Regions from separate parts of the Mus musculus genome. Here all the other regions are linked to region 1. The links are chromatin contacts, called in public promoter capture Hi-C maps. All regions are on one chromosome and are shown on one strand. Each heading gives the region's core, a stretch centred on a gene start, on an enhancer-like site or on the middle of the called end of the contact. The rest is flanking DNA. Distances are from core to core; before and after follow the strand shown.

Region 1 (3,454 bases), core at 603-3,102:
ACTCTGTGTCCACTGAGGTGCCTGGGTCATGTTCAGAGAATAAGGGGAAAAAGCAAGAAATGATGAGAGATATGTAAATCTCAGAAACTGGCTAACAACCCGAGAGTAAAACTCCAGAATGACAACTGTCTTTTTGCTTGCCTTGAGTAGTTTAGGCTGTTCATTTCCCCCAACGTGTCAACTTATTGCTTTCTCAAGATGCCAGCAACTGTAAATAACGTGCATTTTAAAGGTATTTCCAGTTCCTGTGGCATTATGGGTCTGTCATTTCAGTTACAATTCTTGTGCATGTGAGTTTGAGGAAGCTCTATTCAAACTCTACCTGATATTGGTCACTCCTCCTCACCCACACTGATCCATCATCAGATAGTCACATCCTGAAGCTACTTTGTTTTTATTGTTGTTGTTTTGTTTAGTTTGTTTGTTTTCCGAGACAGGGTTTCTCTGTGTAGCTCTGACTGTCCTGGAACTCACTGTGTAGACCAGGCTGGCCTCCAACTCAGAAATCCGCCTGCCTCTGCCTCCCAAGTGCTGGGATTAAAGGCGTGCACCACCACCGCCCCGCTCTGAAGCTACTTTGAAAGCTGTCCTTGGGCCAATCCGGTAGCCAGGTGCCTCTGTATCCCCGCCCCCAAATACCCTTGTCCCAACCACTCGCGACCTTTCCGTGCGGGGACGCGGTGAGGCCGCAGGCTGGCTTCTCCACCAGCGGCCTGGCCCCTCTCACCTGCCCACCAGCAGCTGCACCTCTAGGTCAGGCCACCTTCACCACCAGAAACCAGAAATCGCGCTTGCACAGCAACCAACCACGCAGCGGAGCGCCACCACCTTTGCCCTGCGCGGCAAGAAGGCGCATGCGCAACTCTATGCTCACGCGCACCACCCCTCCTTCCCCCGCCCCTCTTCCGGGGTTTGCGTGAAGCTCCCGCAAAGGAAAGCTGCGGCCGTCACCGGAAATCTTACGGGCAGACGTGTATTCTGTCTGTGCGCGCTACCAAAATTGAAAGGTCACATCACATCACATCACAGCACCAAGAAGGTGGCAGAGCGTGCGGCTCTCTGCTCTCTCGAAAGGTATTTGTAGAACGAATGAAGCTGTTACCAGTCCTAGGTGGCGTTTCCTCTGTTCTGACCAATCACAAGGCGCCTTGCCCTGTCACTCAGTTGTCAATTCCCACCTCTCTCAGGACGCCCTAAGCTGTAGAAACTGGCTCCGCCCTGCCGGTCCGAGTGACGTCAGAGAGCGAACATGCGCAGACAGAGCCTGTCGCCATGCAGGAAACTTCCGCCCAGTCTAGGAGCGGGGTTGGCAGAAGTCGGGAGTCTTCAATTCAGTGCCGGATCCGGTTGGTTAATTTCCTTGGCTTTGCCTTTCTTTTTTTTTTCTTCAGAGATAAGTCTTTTATTCTTTTGAACCACCCGAAGCATTATGAAATTATGTTTAAACATATTTTATTTCGCTTTTCTCTGGCACCGTGAAAGGCACCTTTATTTTTCAACGTATCTTTTAATCTTCCTCATTAAAAATATTTTCTACTCTTGCCCTATAGTTTTGTGATACGAAAAACACGGCTTTTGTTGTTGTTGTCCATCAGTACATATCGTTGACGTACAGTGATACATTATCTGCCAATTGTATTTGTGGCTTTTCCAACCTCTTAAAAAAAAAAAAAAAATCCGCTTTGGCCGCCATTTTTATTTTGGTCTCCATAAAGCGTTGATATCATCGACAGAAGCCATTTTTCGTTTGGGCAGTTCTTTCCGGCTATCCCATTACCTTAGCCAGGGCTTCGGGCGCCATCGTAGGTGCTGGCAGTGGCTTCCAACCGAATGAAGTCGATAATGCCATCTTGTGTTTGGGCGCTGGTTGCATTCTCTAACGTGCGAGGGGACGCTGGGAAACGGGAAGTAAGCCAAAGCTGCTGAAGCTTGGTCTGCCGCCTTTTTAGTCTGAGTTTTCCCGTTCAGGTACTATACTAGTCCACCAGTGACCCCGGACAGTAACAAAGCATTACAGCCCGAACCCACCTCCCGCCACCATCGTAGGTAAGAGCGTGTGATACTTCGTTCGGATAACCCAGCTCTTCCCTCAGTTGGACCGAACTGTTTGGCCATCTTATACCAATACGTATTTTTGTTTTGGATTTTGGGACTTAACACAATTTTTCTCTTAGGTATTCCTTCTCTTTCCATTAGAATTGTTAAACACCACTGTTCAGGAAGACTGAGATTTAAAGGGACAATAACGTTGAGGGAATTTCCGTAGAATAACAAAGCAAAATGGATGGAACAGCAAATTTGATCATTAATTGTATGGCTTTCTGCATCTATAGAGGTGAATATAGCTCCCAGAGGACTTTAAAATGTGATCAGCTGTGTTTGTATATTCTTCCCATTCATTCATTCATTCATTGAATTTGTTGAATACTTAGCTAGTTTTGTGCTATAAAATATAGAAGTAAACTTCAAAACAAAACAAAACGAAACCTCCTTTTCATCCACTTGCTTTGATATATCCAAAGCTGGGACCAGGAACATAATGTTCTAATGTTTTTTTTTTTAGCACTGCTGGACAAGCAACTTCATGTTCTCACTTCTCGTATTTCTTGGATACTGTATATAGCCATAATTGTAAGGCTAATAGTCCAGGTAGCATGGCCTTGTTGCTCAGTGTAATCATCGACCAGCCATCCCAGCATCTTCTGGGAGCATGTTTCTTGGAATGAGTAGAAGCTGCACTTGGGCACAGTATAATAGTGACTTGGAAACTTTGGACTGTGGCTTACCTTAGCTTTTTGTAGCACCAGGCTTTCTTCTGTGTCTTCTTGTATGAGAAAAGAAAATCAGTAGTTCTCAACCTTGGCTGCCCATGACAGTCACCTGGGAAGCTTCTAAACCAGACTTCAGACCAGTTGCAGATAGAAATGGAGACTATGTGGAATATAGATGACACTAAGGTATTTGAGACATGGTTTTCATGCTGTTAGGCGTAAGATTGGTTTTCACCTTCCCTCTTGGCTTTACTTAAAATACCATGGAGACAGGGAGGAGTATTAGGTTGGGTGGGTGTTGAACCAATGTCCCAGTGACTGGTTACCTTGTCAACCAGCTTCCCAGTAATTGTTACTTTGCCATATATGTCTTTTCCTTAGTCTAAGTGGGAAAGAAGAATGAACACCATTTGTTTTACTGAGTCTCACATGAATGTTTCCATTGTGGATATTCATGTTTTATGAGTATGTAGGAAAACATTATTACACTGAAATATTGCTTGTTTGCAATTTTTACAGTGCTACTAAGGGTAGTGATGTAGTGTGGATGGGTAAAAAAATCAGTTCTGAAACGTCTTCCCTGACTGTACATCCTACTTCCTTCACCCCAGCTCCATCTCTGAGATCTAAAAGACAGTTACCCACCCTTGTGCTTGAGTTTCCTAACTTGTAAGGTAGGACTC
Region 2 (3,497 bases), core at 15-2,514, 6.0 Mb after region 1:
TCTCTAACTCGGAAAGTCAAACCCAGTCAGGCCCAGGACGATCACTGCATTTAGAGCATTCTCAAGGAAACCGAGGAATGGACTACCGAAAACGAGCATTGCAACCAATAACATGGTCCTGACTTTATACGGCCCGTGCTCGTCAACTCATCTGTCTTGTTGAGAAGCGAAAGGTCGTGGAGAACTCTGAGGGACTGCTCTGTTTCTTCAAAGAGTTCTAAGCATGTGTTCTGAACCACAAAATTTAGGGTACCAAGAAAACAAAGGATCGAGGATTTTTTTAGGCAGATAGAAATGTCGTTATATTGGTTGGAATCATATCTAAAGGGAGTTTTTGCATTTTGGGGACAGTTTAGCAATTTAACTTTAGTCATTGGATCAAAAGTGAGGACACCCGCTTTCTTCTTTCTTTCTTTCTTTCTTCTTCTTCTTCTTCTTCTTCTTCTTCTTCTTCTTCTTCTTCTTCTTCTTCTTCTTCTTCTTCTTCTTCTTCTTCTTCTTCTCCTTCTCCTCCTCCTCCTCCTCCTCCTCCTCCTCCTCCTCCTCCTCCTCCTCCTCCTCCTTCTCCTCCTTCTCCTCCTTCTCCTTCTCCTTCTTCTTCTTATTCTTCCCTTTTTTTTTATGAGCTAAAGCCCCTGGCATCAGTGATTTCTTACCGGGCTATCTCCCTGTAAATTCATTCAGTTAACCCTATGCCTTCACCTGTAAGTCACCTGCTGGACACAAAAACTCCAGTATCAACTATCTTCCTCCTGCCCCAGTCAGGGTCGCTCAAAACTTACAGACCAGCCTTCCTCCTGGACCCTGATCTCCTGCCTTTGCACTTGCTGATGGAGTATAAAGCAAGCCTACTGACTTGCTCCTCCTCACCCTCGAGGTCTCTAACGACCACAATGGAACATTCTGTCCTCAAGACCAGCATATCCCCGCTATTATTTCACTCCCGGGCAGATGACTTCGGTTCAAATGGTCTCTAGAAAGCTTAGATGTGATGCTGCTTAAGTCCCTGAGGGGAGCCGAAAAAGTCTCCCGGGTTTTTGGCTCGAACTCCAATACTAGCTTTGAGTCTTCCAGTCTGCCTCGCCTGCTAAACTGGAACTCCAAGGGTTTAATAATAGACTAAGTGAAATAATACGACGGCCAATGTGTGGTCCACTAGTACCAGGAGTCCTCATCTCAGCTTTCCTAGAACCCTTCAAGGTAGGGTAGAATCAGAACGTCCCCTTTGTTCGGAGTCCTACAAAGCCTGGACTAAGGCGCTTACAAGTTTAGAAATGGGCGCAGAGTCAGCCAATCAAGGGCGGGAAAACTCGGAGGGTTGAAAATGGGGCGCATGCGCAATAGCAGAAGCAGCGGGCGGGTCCAGGCACAGCCGCCAGCCAGGCTGCACCCGGCTGTGGCAGCCACGGGCAGGGGCGGAGCCCGCCGTATATGGGAGCTGCTTGGGGACAAACTGTGTAGGGTGCGCTCTCGGGCGGGCAGGGCTTCAACACCCTACCAGCTGTAGAGTCGCTGAGAGCAACCAAGACAACCAAGAACAGGTGTGCGAATTCTGCACTCAACTGCAAATCACTTGTTAATGTGAGTTCCTGTTCCTGGAGGTTTTGCTTGTCCAGTTTGGGCTTATGCAGGCCATTCTATCCATAATTTCCAGCAGCCTACACGTGTACATAATCCTCTGATTCCAACACCACCTTGCGATTTGACACAACCGACAAAGTGCTGCGGCCCACGGAACACGAACAGCAAGCCTGCGGATTTTAAACTAGAAGCAGCGAGGTTTCTCGCCAGAGAAATGACTGAACAGCCACCCCTTGATTAATTTACTCTCTGCACCAAGAAAAATGAATAAACAGGAAGGTTTTTAAGGGCTTGCTCATCTTCTCAAATTCCAATGAATCTCTGGTACCCCTTTCATTTGTTTCTGTCTTTAGAAATTTTAGACTTTTTAAAGTCTTCCAGGACTTAACCTGCACAGAAGCTTCCTCCGGAAGTCAAGTGTGAGGCTCCCCGCGTGAGGCTCCCCATTGACTAACTGCTAAGCACAGCATCAGTTTGGTAAGGACAACTGCCAGGAGAACTGTTACTCAGAAGAATCACCAAATAAAGTCTCTTAAAGCTCCTGAACGTGTATGGGGGGGGGGGGATTACCTCTATATAGTCTCCTCTAATTAAAATAAAATGTGCAGCTGTAGTAACATCTGAAATTTTGATGATACTGGAAATCACAGATATTTAGGGACTGTTGCAGCTCTCTCAGATTGTTCTTCCTTTTTTATTTTGACTTTGAAATTAGGCCAGTTGTGAAGCTGATACTATAACTTGTTATTTAACAAAAGGACACATAACTTCATTATATTTATTTTCTATACTGTGGTTCTTGTTCAGAAACATTGGTTTTTGTTTTGGATCTCATATCGTTTACATGATGGATGTAAAACAGTTATTCTGGGGCTGGAGCGATGACTCTTGCCAGTTAAGAGCACTTGATGCTTTTGCAGAGGATGGGGACTCCGTTCTCCGCTCCTACATCGGGCAGTTTACAACCATCTGTAACTCTAGGTGATCGAATGTTCTTTCCCAGCCTCTGCCAGCACAGGTGCACACTACACACACACATTCAAAAGTAAGTCAGGCATGAATATGTAAAGGCGTGTGTGTGTGTGTGTGTGTGTGTGTGTGTGTAGGCAGGAGGTGACTGTTTTGCAGTAACATTCTGAACTTCATTTATTGTTGAATTTCTTGCTGGTCCTTTTTTTTTAAGATTTATTTATTATTATAATAATACACTGTAGCTATCTTCAAATGCACCAGATCTCATTATGGGTGGTTGTGAGCCACCATGGGGTTGCTGGGATTTGAATTCAGGACCTTCAGAAGGGCAGTCAGTGCTCTTACCCACTGAGCCATCTCGCCAGCCCCTTCTTGCTGGTTCTTAAGCGACCTTATCATTTCCAAATAGGTATTGGTGATTTACAGTCCCTAAGTCTTAACAACTTCAGTACAAAGTGAGAAAACCCAAAACACTATGTTGATTTCACTTCAAAGCATTTAAATCATCTGGGAAAAGCCTCATCAGAAGGAAAATACTATGGACCCATTAGCTATACTTTATTCTTTTTCTAGACTCTAGAGAGTAAAATTGACTTACTCTTTCACAAATAGGACATTTTTACAACTTTGATAAACATATTTAAATTGGGTCTTAAGACATAACTGACATCTCATAAACACCTTTATGTAATAAGTGATACATAAGTACTATAAGCATTATTCACACGGTAGGTATGCTTTTGTTGTTGTTGTTGTTGTTGTTTTGGGTTTTTTGTTTTGTTTTGGTTTTTGAGACAGGGCTTCTCTGTGTAGCCCTGGCTGTCCTGGAACTCACTCTGTAGACCAGGCTGGCCTCGAACTCAGAAATCTGCCTGCCTCAGCCTCCCAAGTGCTGGGATTAAAGGCATGTGCCACCACTGCCCGGCCACAAAAGTATGCTTAAT
Region 3 (3,337 bases), core at 537-3,036, 6.2 Mb after region 1:
TACCAACTAACATTACCTTCACTGTTTGGGATTAAAGGTGTGTACTCAGGGCAAGTCTGTATTCCAGCCAGAGATATTAAAGGTGTGTGCTAAAACCGAGTCACACCAAAGCAGAAATAGCTTCTCTCAATAAACAACACAATCCCCGGGTTCACGGTGTGATCAAATATCCTGCAACAACCTGGAAAGCCTCTTCCCCTTCATTCCTTACCAAATCCTATTTCAAGTCTTAGTTTCCCAGTCATTCAAGAAACCGATGAAGACCCATTCAAGAAAGCTTGCAGTGGGAGAGCCGGGTGTGGTGGTGGTACATGTCTTTAATCCCAGCATTTGGGAGGCAGAGGCAGGTGGATTTCTGAGTTCGAGGCCAGCCTGGTCTACAAAGTGAGTTCCAGGACAGCCAGGACTATACAGACAAGAAGAAAAAAAAAAAGCTTGCAGGGATTACTCATGGATATAAAAATGTGTTCATTCTTTATAAGTGAACCTGGAAAAGAGCATAGAAGCCACTGACACTGAGTTGTCATCGGACAATTTCTTCTTTGCTGTGCAAAAGGTATAGTAGCTGAGACTCAAGCTTTGATAGAATAGGTATGGCATTTCTTTAAATCTCTTTATTTTTTTCCCAAGTGGAGTGTCCTTGCATGTTTATCAATTTGCTTTTTGAAAATAGCTACGAACTCTCTCTCGGCCAGATGAATGTATATAACACAGGCAGGTTATAGCTTATTCCAATGCTCTCATTACCACCAAGCACAGTTAATCAACTGCTCAGACCTTCTGTTGCTTAGAAAGTGTTTCGTATTTACTTGATGCCCTTTTGCTAAGAACATACTCGATATTGTTTTTATAAAAGCCAAACTGGTTTCCATATCTATGTAATTAAAGAACACTTTTTCTGTGGTTGTTTAACATTATTTCCTACATTTACAGGATTTTCACTGGATATCACACTTGTTTTATTATGACCTAATTTTCACGGAACTTCATTCAATCGTCTGAATCATATTTATCGAGTATAAGCCATTCTCCTAATCACTTCAGTGAAAAAAGCATATAAAATTACTACTCTCAAAACACTATTTCCATCCTGCAACTTCATGTGACTTTCAAAAATTAGAAACCTCAGGCTGGTAAAATCAACCAATTTGGTCCTTACCCCAATTTTTAGCCTAGAAAAATCCAAGCATTTTGTGAGGAAAGGAGAGGGTGGGGGAGTGGGCGGGAGTTAACTGTGTCTAAGTGAGTTTAGGCTCTTTAGTTTGCTCGCTCCTGAAGCCTGGTGAGAGTACCATCAACGACTAAAATTCTCTTTGTTCAGGGGTCGAAGACTGGGCTGCATCTAAGACGTAATCTATAGAGTGCTGGCTGGTGTGTTCTTTCAGACTCCTGGAGATTGACAACTAGAGATTGACAATGGTGTTAAGTCAAGTTGACCAGGACCCATAGAAAGGCTTGACTAACTTGTGGCTGGAGACAGGCTCCTGTAAAATTGTATCACATCCTATAGTTGGGAAGCTTCAAAGTCGCAGTAAGGGAAACGACCCCCTACCCTTCCCTCCTCTGCCTCCACAGCTTGGCCCCCGGGTCCTAATTTGATCCCTTCCAGTTCTCCCCCTTTCCACAAACTTCCTAGCCCACAGGAATGCGCGTGCGCAGAAAGATTCCGCCTTGGCCGGCCGGGGCGAGGAGGGCTCGATTGAATCGGTGCTCGACTCTTCGACTTCTCTGAGTTCGATTGAGGAGTTTGGCCGCCCTCTTCCGGCGCGGGGAAGCTCTTCCGGTATTAGTTTCAAGCGGACCGCGCCGGCTTCAGGTGAGTCTCTCGGGTTCTTTTTCGCTGTGGCTGGTCTCAGGGTTTGGCGGGATCCGCCCCGTCCGCGGTAACTGAGCCGGCGAGGGCGAAGGTGTCGTCGGTTGCGTGGTCCTCGGTCCGCGGACGTATAGGAGGAAGGGACGGCGACCCCAGGGCTGGCGGAATGAGGCCCGGCGTCACAGCCTGTTCTCTGCAGGATGGTTGGGTTTTTAATGTCAGAGGACCCTGGTGTTGGGTGGATTGGCCGGTGTGTAAAGAGGCTCAAGCGGACACATAGGAATTAGCCCAGGGGGAGAGAATGGCCCGTGACTTGCTTGGAGGAGCAGGGTGTGCAGTTCACTGTGCACTCTCGGCCTCTTCTCCCCGGCAGCCTTTGGGTTTCTGGTGCCCTTGCACTATTTCAGCCCAAAGGAGCTAATGCCAGAGCCTGTGCTCTTGTCCCTCTCTTGAGTCCCAGCCCTTCTCCAGGTTCCCATGTAGAGAGGCAAGCCTGTGAGAAACGTTACCTATTATCCGTTGCCTACATAGTACAGGCCCTTCCTATAAGTTGTTCAGAGCAGCTTGTTGTGTGACGTTAAGACACTTGTGTCCTTTAACGAGTGATAGCTATCGATAATAAATAGTAACTGTAGATGCTAACTGGTGCAGACTGATACATATCTGTCTCATAATTTTATAGGCTCCATTTTATAGGTGCTGTTAGTAGCCATAATTTGTAGCTGGGGACTTGAGACATTAAGGAACTTGCCCCCCATCGAAGTAGGTTGTAAAATCGTAAACAGAACTTAAATCCGTATCTTATTGATACAAGAATCTGAGCTCTGAACTGTCAACCTTGACCACTCTTGAGACTCACATAGTGGGAAAGAGACAGAAGTGAAAGCCCCTGAGAGGTCGTTCTCTGACCTCAACATACACGATGGCACAGGTAAACAAACACACACACACACACTAATCGTTTAAATCAATACATTCATGAGTGCATCTATGAACTGTCTTAATTTGTATTGTTCTATTACAATGACTTTTTAAAACTAGGTGCGTGTTTACTGATCTTTCACAAAATGTTCAAATCATTTTACTGAAAAACCATTTTCTGGTGAATATGATCAAAACACATGACATTCTCAAAGAATTAATAAATATACTTTCGAAAGTTATGTCATTATGTAGATGAAAGGACAGTATCATTTAAGTGGGGATAAAAGAAGTATATAACCTTGAATAATATGTTTTTAAATCTGCCTATGTATTGACAGATTCTACCAATTTGTAGAACCTTGGTATTGTCCTTCCAAGGTTTGATCTTGAGAGCTGTTTTCCATTTGACTAAAAGAGATGGCTGTGGGAGGTAGGGCGGGGTGATTAAGAGTTGTGTCATGCTGTACACCTGCGTGATTTAACCCTCTTTGCTAATAACTGATTATTTATTATTTCTTTTAGGCTATTGGAAGGGTTCTACCCAAACATGGATATCAGACCAAATCACACGATTTATATCAACAACATGAATGACAAAAT

What was found. Promoter capture Hi-C pulls out the DNA fragments that hold promoters and counts their contacts.
Region 2: a contact with region 1 is called in a promoter capture Hi-C map of pre-B cells, with 3 times the contacts expected there. The contact joins the promoter of Kif16bos here to the promoter of Slx4ip in region 1. A contact is called at or near these places in 2 of 39 promoter capture datasets (liver and pre-B cells) and 4 of 484 Hi-C or Micro-C datasets (B cells, CD4 T cells, pre-B cells and 1 more).
Region 3: a promoter capture Hi-C map of pre-B cells shows a contact between it and region 1, with 2.7 times the contacts expected there. The contact joins the promoter of Snrpb2 here to the promoter of Slx4ip in region 1. A contact is called at or near these places in 1 of 39 promoter capture datasets (pre-B cells) and 1 of 484 Hi-C or Micro-C datasets (CD4 T cells).

The regions. Positions count from the first base shown.
Region 1 is chr2:136,890,316-136,893,769 of GRCm38.p6, forward strand. It overlaps Slx4ip (SLX4 interacting protein), which reads left to right and starts at 1,853. Exons shown (of 8, transcript NM_028834.3): 1 at 1,853-2,046. Mkks (McKusick-Kaufman syndrome) reads right to left here and starts at 1,091. Exons shown (of 6, transcript NM_021527.2): 1 at 728-1,091.
Region 2 is chr2:142,901,701-142,905,197 of GRCm38.p6, forward strand. Kif16bos (kinesin family member 16B, opposite strand) reads left to right here and starts at 1,265. Exons shown (of 2, transcript NR_131921.1): 1 at 1,265-1,541; 2 at 1,655-1,872.
Region 3 is chr2:143,061,283-143,064,619 of GRCm38.p6, forward strand. It overlaps Snrpb2 (U2 small nuclear ribonucleoprotein B), which reads left to right and starts at 1,787. Exons shown (of 7, transcript NM_021335.3): 1 at 1,787-1,816; 2 at 3,260-3,337. The coding sequence starts at 3,285.